Linked DNA regions of Mus musculus: region 2 is linked to region 1. Evidence: chromatin contacts called from public Micro-C data. All regions are on one chromosome and are shown on one strand. Each heading gives the region's core, a stretch centred on a gene start, on an enhancer-like site or on the middle of the called end of the contact. The rest is flanking DNA. Distances are from core to core; before and after follow the strand shown.

The links. A called contact is a pair of places that touch in the nucleus more often than the background predicts.
Region 2: a Micro-C map of granulosa cells shows a contact between it and region 1, with 3 times the contacts expected there. The contact joins two enhancer-like sites. A contact is called at or near these places in 8 of 484 Hi-C or Micro-C datasets (the C2C12 cell line, cardiomyocytes, granulosa cells and 2 more) and 5 of 115 datasets of contacts at active chromatin or transcription factors (embryonic basal ganglia, embryonic forebrain, embryonic midbrain and 2 more).

The regions. Positions count from the first base shown.
Region 1 is chr4:76,022,958-76,026,115 of GRCm38.p6, reverse strand. The region is part of intron 29 of Ptprd (protein tyrosine phosphatase, receptor type, D); the gene reads left to right. Among named protein-coding and RNA genes, the nearest start is that of Gm46893, 310 kb to the left of the region's middle. Within about 2 kb of position 1,480, at least 4 of the 459 cell types and tissues checked have an H3K27ac peak or open chromatin away from gene starts, as enhancers often do. A contact at or near this core is called in granulosa cells, where this site is marked.
Region 2 is chr4:76,439,409-76,442,566 of GRCm38.p6, reverse strand. The region is part of intron 10 of Ptprd (protein tyrosine phosphatase, receptor type, D); the gene reads left to right. Among named protein-coding and RNA genes, the nearest start is that of Gm42303, 9.9 kb to the left of the region's middle. Within about 2 kb of position 1,581, at least 23 of the 459 cell types and tissues checked have an H3K27ac peak or open chromatin away from gene starts, as enhancers often do. A contact at or near this core is called in granulosa cells, where this site is marked.

The DNA.
Region 1 (3,158 bases), core at 231-2,730:
ATGCTGCCTCCCTTTGAATTCAGAGAAGCTAGGGTGCTGTCGCTGGGAAGGTGGGAATTTACCCCCCTTCTCCAAGGAATTAATTGATGTCCTTGTCATCAGGAGAATAAAATTTTCAGACTAATTGTTGGTAATGGTGGATGTTATTGTGCAAGTGGGGCATTGATTTCCTTGTTTCTTTCTTTTCTCTTCTTGCAGTATTGATCCTTGTCACAGCTCAGAAATTCTGCAATAACCTTATAAATAAATGAATGCATGAATGAATAAATAAATAAATAAATAAATAAACCCTGCACATCTAGGGGTTTTATTGCAGGGGCACATAGATTCCAAAGTGGAGTTGTGGTTGAGGATTCTGGGATCGTTTAGTCGAGTCTGTCCCTGGCATTTTGCTAGATGGATGCCTTTACAGATCCTTTTAGTGATGATGCTGAGTTAACTTTCATATTTTCTATCATGTGACAGATGATGTTTTCTGAGTAGACACTCTAGATAAAGGAAAATATTTCTGAGGAAAATACAGTGTATTATAGTAGATCTTAAAATTGTGCTAACTTCTCTTGCCTTTTTTATGGGAATCCAGATTGGAAACTGAATGAGTAATTTGGTGTTTCATCAAAAAATTCTGATTTAACATGTGATTTTTTTAATTCTAAAATATTTATTAAATATATTTTATATGTATGAGTATGTGCACCTCCAGAGTGCAAGTGTCCGCAGAGGGCAGAAGAAGGTACTAAATACTGCACAGTAGGTGGTTATGAGTCACACTGTAGGTGCTAGAACTAAAACTAGATCCTCTACAAGAATAAGTACTCTTAACAACTGATACTGCTCTCTAGCCCCAAAGTAGGGAATTTTTATTAGTAGAAAGAACATAGGCCGGGCGTGGTGGCGCACGCCTTTAATCCCAGCACTTGGGAGGCAGAGGCAGGTGGATTTCTGAGTTCGAGGCCAGCCTGGTCTACAGAGTGAGTTCCAAGACAGCCAGGACTATACAGAGAAACCCTGTCTTGAAAAACAAACAAACAAACAAACAAATGAAAGAGAGAGAGAGAGAGAGAGAGAGAGAGAGAGAAAGAAAGAAAGAAAGAAAGAAAGAAAGAAAGAAAGAAAGAGAGAAAGAACATGAATCAATGAAGTTGTAAGTAAATACTGAATTTGTTTGACATATTTTATATATTCCTGTTTGTTTGTTTCTTTGTTTGTTTGTTTGTTTTGAGACAAGGTATTACTGTGTACCCCAAGCTGCCCTTGAACCAGTTGCTCTCCCCGCTGTTGGATAGGAAGATTGTCTCTTGCTCGATCCAAAACCTCACCATTATCTTTCACAGGCCAGCAACTTCAGTCTCATTCTCCCTCCGGTTTTATTATTAAAACATTTGGATGAAAAGAACACTGTGTTTCCCTAAGACTTCATCTGTCCTTCGTATCAGTTGCTTTTGAAAGAGTTACAGCCTTCCTGGCTTTGCTCCATAATAATTGCCACAGCAACTACCTTCAGTGCCACAGAGCAAGGATTCAAATTGTTGTTAGTCATAGACCAACTCTGGGGCATACAGCTGCTCATTTTTTTTTCACATATCACACACAAGAAGAAAGACCAATTTGAAAATTATTATGTATTTTGTAAATAATCGTAAAAGCATTACCGCCTGCTTTATTAGAGGCCTTTGTGCTTTGTAAGCTAAACACAGCTGATCTCCGGTGGCTACCATTGACTGGCTTCTTCAGATGTGCCAGGAACTTTGTAAGACTCTGGAGTCGAAGATAAATAATGCACACAATCCCACCCCTGAATTCAGTGTCTAATGGCATCTTTATGATTTTGTTTTTCTTTTCATTTTTTTCACTCATGCTTTAGCACTACAACAATAACTAGATTTTGCTAGGTTTCCAATACAATGCAGCTCTGAGTTTTACTTTGATGTAATTAGACTTGGACTTAGTTTATTATATTTCTTATATTCACTGGTGTGGGGTGATGGTTTGTTTTTTTCCCCGACATTCAGGAAGCTCAGAGGTTCAGTGCAGTTAGAGTGGGAACAAAAGTCTCACAGCTGTAATTCAATGTCTGTATTTGCTAATTCCACAGACAGAAAAATACGTTCTTCAGACGTCTACGCTTTTGGAGCCGTCTCAGAGAAATTCATTTTCTCCCCTCATGTTCTGTTACTTGAGTGTATGTAAAATGAGATTAGGGGCGAGCATTTGTTCTTTATTGTGTTTCGCTGGCAGAATTGCTGCTGTTCTGTAGGCTGCGGGAGCGGTTAAGAACCATAGCATTGTATGCTACAATTTCAACCAAATTTCCCCAGCTGGATGAAATAGAGGACTGCAGAGAGAAATGTAGAAACTTCCAGTATCATACAGATTCTTTTATGTTCTATCCACTCTCAAAATTATTGAGTAAGGTGTTCTGCTTGTTTTTAATATCTATCTTGGAATAGGGGAATCTTTCAGAGCATACCATCTTTATTCGTTTCTTTGCCCATATCGCTATTTATAAGAAAGGTTAGCTCCCTTGAATTTTGTTTGCTAGCCTGCTGTATTTTCAACATGCATCTTCAATTTAGACTTAGCCATAGTCAGTACAATAAAATCAGACTATACTAATCTAAATATGTTTAAAAACATATGTTTGAAGTAAAGTGAGATTTTTTTTCAGAATAAAATTGCCATTTGCTTTTAGTTATTCACATGATAATTGGAATTTTTATTTTGTAAAAGGAATTCATTTTGCAATGACATTAAGATGATTAAACAGACATATATACATTTTCTAGGAAGTTTATGACTATTCGGATATGTCCACCTTTGGATCAGAAAAGAAGTGTTTTAATCATTTATCTTTTCTTGGCCTTGTTCCCTTTGTACAAATTTTAGAGACAAGTTTAGCCATTGAATGACTTTCAGTGATATTCATAATAATTGATCTTGAAAAGTTGATAGCTGACAGAATGGATGAGAAGATATTCTGAAGCCTCTTCTAGTCCCTCACTGTCAGGCTCACAATATTTAAATATATTTTATAATTTTTAATGAATGAAAATCATATACATTTATAGGTATTTTATGTTTAGCTTCCCTGAGGTAGCTATTTCATAGATGGCAGAGATATATGATAGGCTGTATTTCTATGTAGGACTTTACCATGA
Region 2 (3,158 bases), core at 332-2,831, 420 kb before region 1:
ATTTTCTTTTCCCCTTGTCTATACAATCAAGAGCAAACTCCCCATCAACAGCTGACACAGTCCTCTGCAGGCTGACTGTAATTTGCATGTCCTGCCAGCTTTCTCACTCAGAGCCCCAAGGTGACCTGTTTTTGAGCAAGAGCAGATCCTGAACTATCTTGGGAGTGTCTGCCGTGGGATTTTCTGCTTCTCAGATATGATTCCAAGAATCCCTCTTTCCTCTATGTCTATTGTATCAATTTGTGATCATTGAAGTCTTTCTAAGTGTTGTCTAACCAACTAATGCCCAACTCACTTACTCTGTCTTTTTCTTTGGATTGAATGGAACTAAGGATTTGAATTTGAGTTGTATTTAATTTAAATCATGAATGTAAAGAATAAATTCATCATAAGCCAAAGGTGCTCAGTCTCTGGGTTGCAACCCCCATAAAGGTCCCGTATCAGATTACCATATATATTGGATATTTACATGAACATTCATTATAGTAGCAGAATTACAGTGATTAAATAATTTTGTAATGGGGAGGGGCACCACAACATGAGGAACTGTATTCAACGGTCACAGAATTAGGGAGGTTGAGAACCACTGTAAATATATGCCTATGATGATAAGCTGGAGGTACAGGAGATATAGCTTAGTGGCAGCCTAAGTTATGTGGATGCCCTAGGCTGAGTCCCTTGAAAAAACTTGGGACTCTTGAGAAAGAATTCAGCATTCCTCTTTGGAGAAAACTTCCATTAGTATTGTTGATATTGATCACTAATGATAGTGATCACCGTGTTTTCGTGGTCATGTTAGTGGTAGTTGCTGTTAGTGGTAGTTGATAAAATGTACTGAGTACTTACTGCGGTGCTAGACATTCTGTTTGGTTCCTTCCTTTCAGTATTACATCTAATCCCTAAACTAATATTATGTATATTAAATGCTCATTAATTAGTATTTCTATGTTACAGTTTCAGAGGAAGAAAAACTGTTTAGGACTGAGCTCAAGATTGAGAGCTCAAGGTATTATGAGGGCCAGAATTATGTCAGGCAGTGTAAGCAACTAAACTATCTGTTTCACACTTAAGCTCCTCTTTCTTGTGTACAAAAAAAAAAGAAAACCAAAAAAACAAAAAAAAATCAAAAATCAAAACAAAAAAACAAAAGAACAAAACAGAACAAAAAACAAAAGTTAAAAAATATATCTCACACATGGCAAGCAAGTTCAGTTTCTTTGGCACACATTTATGAAAAATATAAGCATCTGTAGGGTCTCTCTGCCCATTCTGAAGAGTCTCTTCCTTATTCTACTGAGAAACACTCTTCCCTACAGGGGTTTGGGCAGTTGACCTTTGGCTGTTGTTGCTTTCCAGCTCTGCTATGTGGGGTTTCCAAGGCAGTGACGAGAGTTGGACTCAGTCCTGGATATGGTTAGGTGAAGGATCTGTACCAAAAATGATTTTAAAGTAATAAAACCTGGCACTTTCATACTACCCACTAGGAATCAAAAGCATTTTTATAAAGCGAAGTATAAATCAAGCAGGAATCTCCAAAGAGCAGCCTCCCTTCAAAGAGGTGGAGCTCTGCCAAGGGGGTGGCGCATACCTGCTCTGCTTGCTGGCAGCCAGCCTACTGCACGGTTATCTGGGAACTTTCGTCCGTTAGAATGGCTTCTAAAATATTTGCATTTACTGCTCTCTTGATAATTTTATTATCAATAACAGATGGGCAAGTTGATTATTTTTTTTCTCCATTTAACCTATTTTATAGGAGCTTATTAGGGACTGTTTTGGGGTAGGGAGTGGAATAATGTTTCAGATAACTATTTCTGACTAATTATGGTTTTCTAAAGAATAAAATTCAGGATGGTATATTTGTGTGATGCTTTGGATAATTATTTGTTTTCTTGACAGCAGGGCACCCTGAAGTTTTAAATCAGACATGGTACATAAAGTCACATGGAGAATGCTTTTCTTCTTTTATGAGCTTTTTTGTGTCTTAACATTTAAGTCCTTTGGGTCCAAGTTTCCAAAATGTTTCTCACAATGCAAACACTGGGTTATTTAGCCACAAACTTTTCTATAAATTAATCTATTAACCATAACCTCTAGGAAGGATGGGGCAGCACTATTTTCTTTGTGCTGAGAACGTATCCACATTTTGGTTCGTAATAAACGTCTTTACATAAAAATACTTAAAAAATACTTAGAAATTGAGAGTAGCAAATTTAACAAATCTCATATGCTTGCTTAGTTACTACTTTTAAGCAATGGTGGCCTAAATATATGTGAGTATGACTTTGTTTTCCAGGTGCAACCTGAAACTGATGAAATTTTTTTTAACAAATAAAAAAAAGTTTAGAAGAAAAACTGAGTTTAGCATTTGATTTTAAAGTCCATAATTTAGACTATTTTCTCTTGAATCTTCTCTGTTTATCTTGGTGGTACTGGAATAAGTACTAGCCTCTTTCTAGACTTCTTCTGTCTGCACAGTCCAGCATCCTTTCTTTGCTTGAGCTGCAGCTTCTTATGTGCCTTTGACTACCTTTGCTTTTTGGTTCTGTAGTCAGCTTGACCTTTAACAAACCCCAAGAAAATGCTTGTATTGATATTCAGAAACTATCACCTTGTGTGGGTAACATGTGCTGAGATTTTTTTCCCCCACAGTTATGTAGCACCTTTGTTGTTGTTTGAGACAGGCTCTCCTGTATCCCAGGCTGGTTTTTAACTGGCTCAGCAGCTGAGGATGGCGTTGACCTCTTGAGCCTCCCGCCTGTACCTCTTGAGTGCTAGAATTAAGGGAAGTGTCACTACACTTAATTTTTGTAGTTAATAAGTGATGTTTAAAAATAATTCTTATAATGAAAGTATGCAATCCCTGATTTCAAGCAACAGTTGTCTAAGCTGATTTGGATTGAACTTTCATTATTATCTAGAACATACTTGAATTTGGCTTCTGTTACCCCTGTTTGCAAACCTTGAAAAAATACTTAAACAAAGCCACCTGATTCTTGGTGTCCTTTCAAACCCTTTTGTCTTGCTCCCTTACCATCCACAGTCATTTCCTCTTTCCCCTTACTCATCTCGAAAGACACATATTATAGCTTTGCCAAAGTCTTTGCAGTTCCCAGTGTCCCTTTGGGACTTTTCTATAATCTTGAACAGTCTCTGTTCCC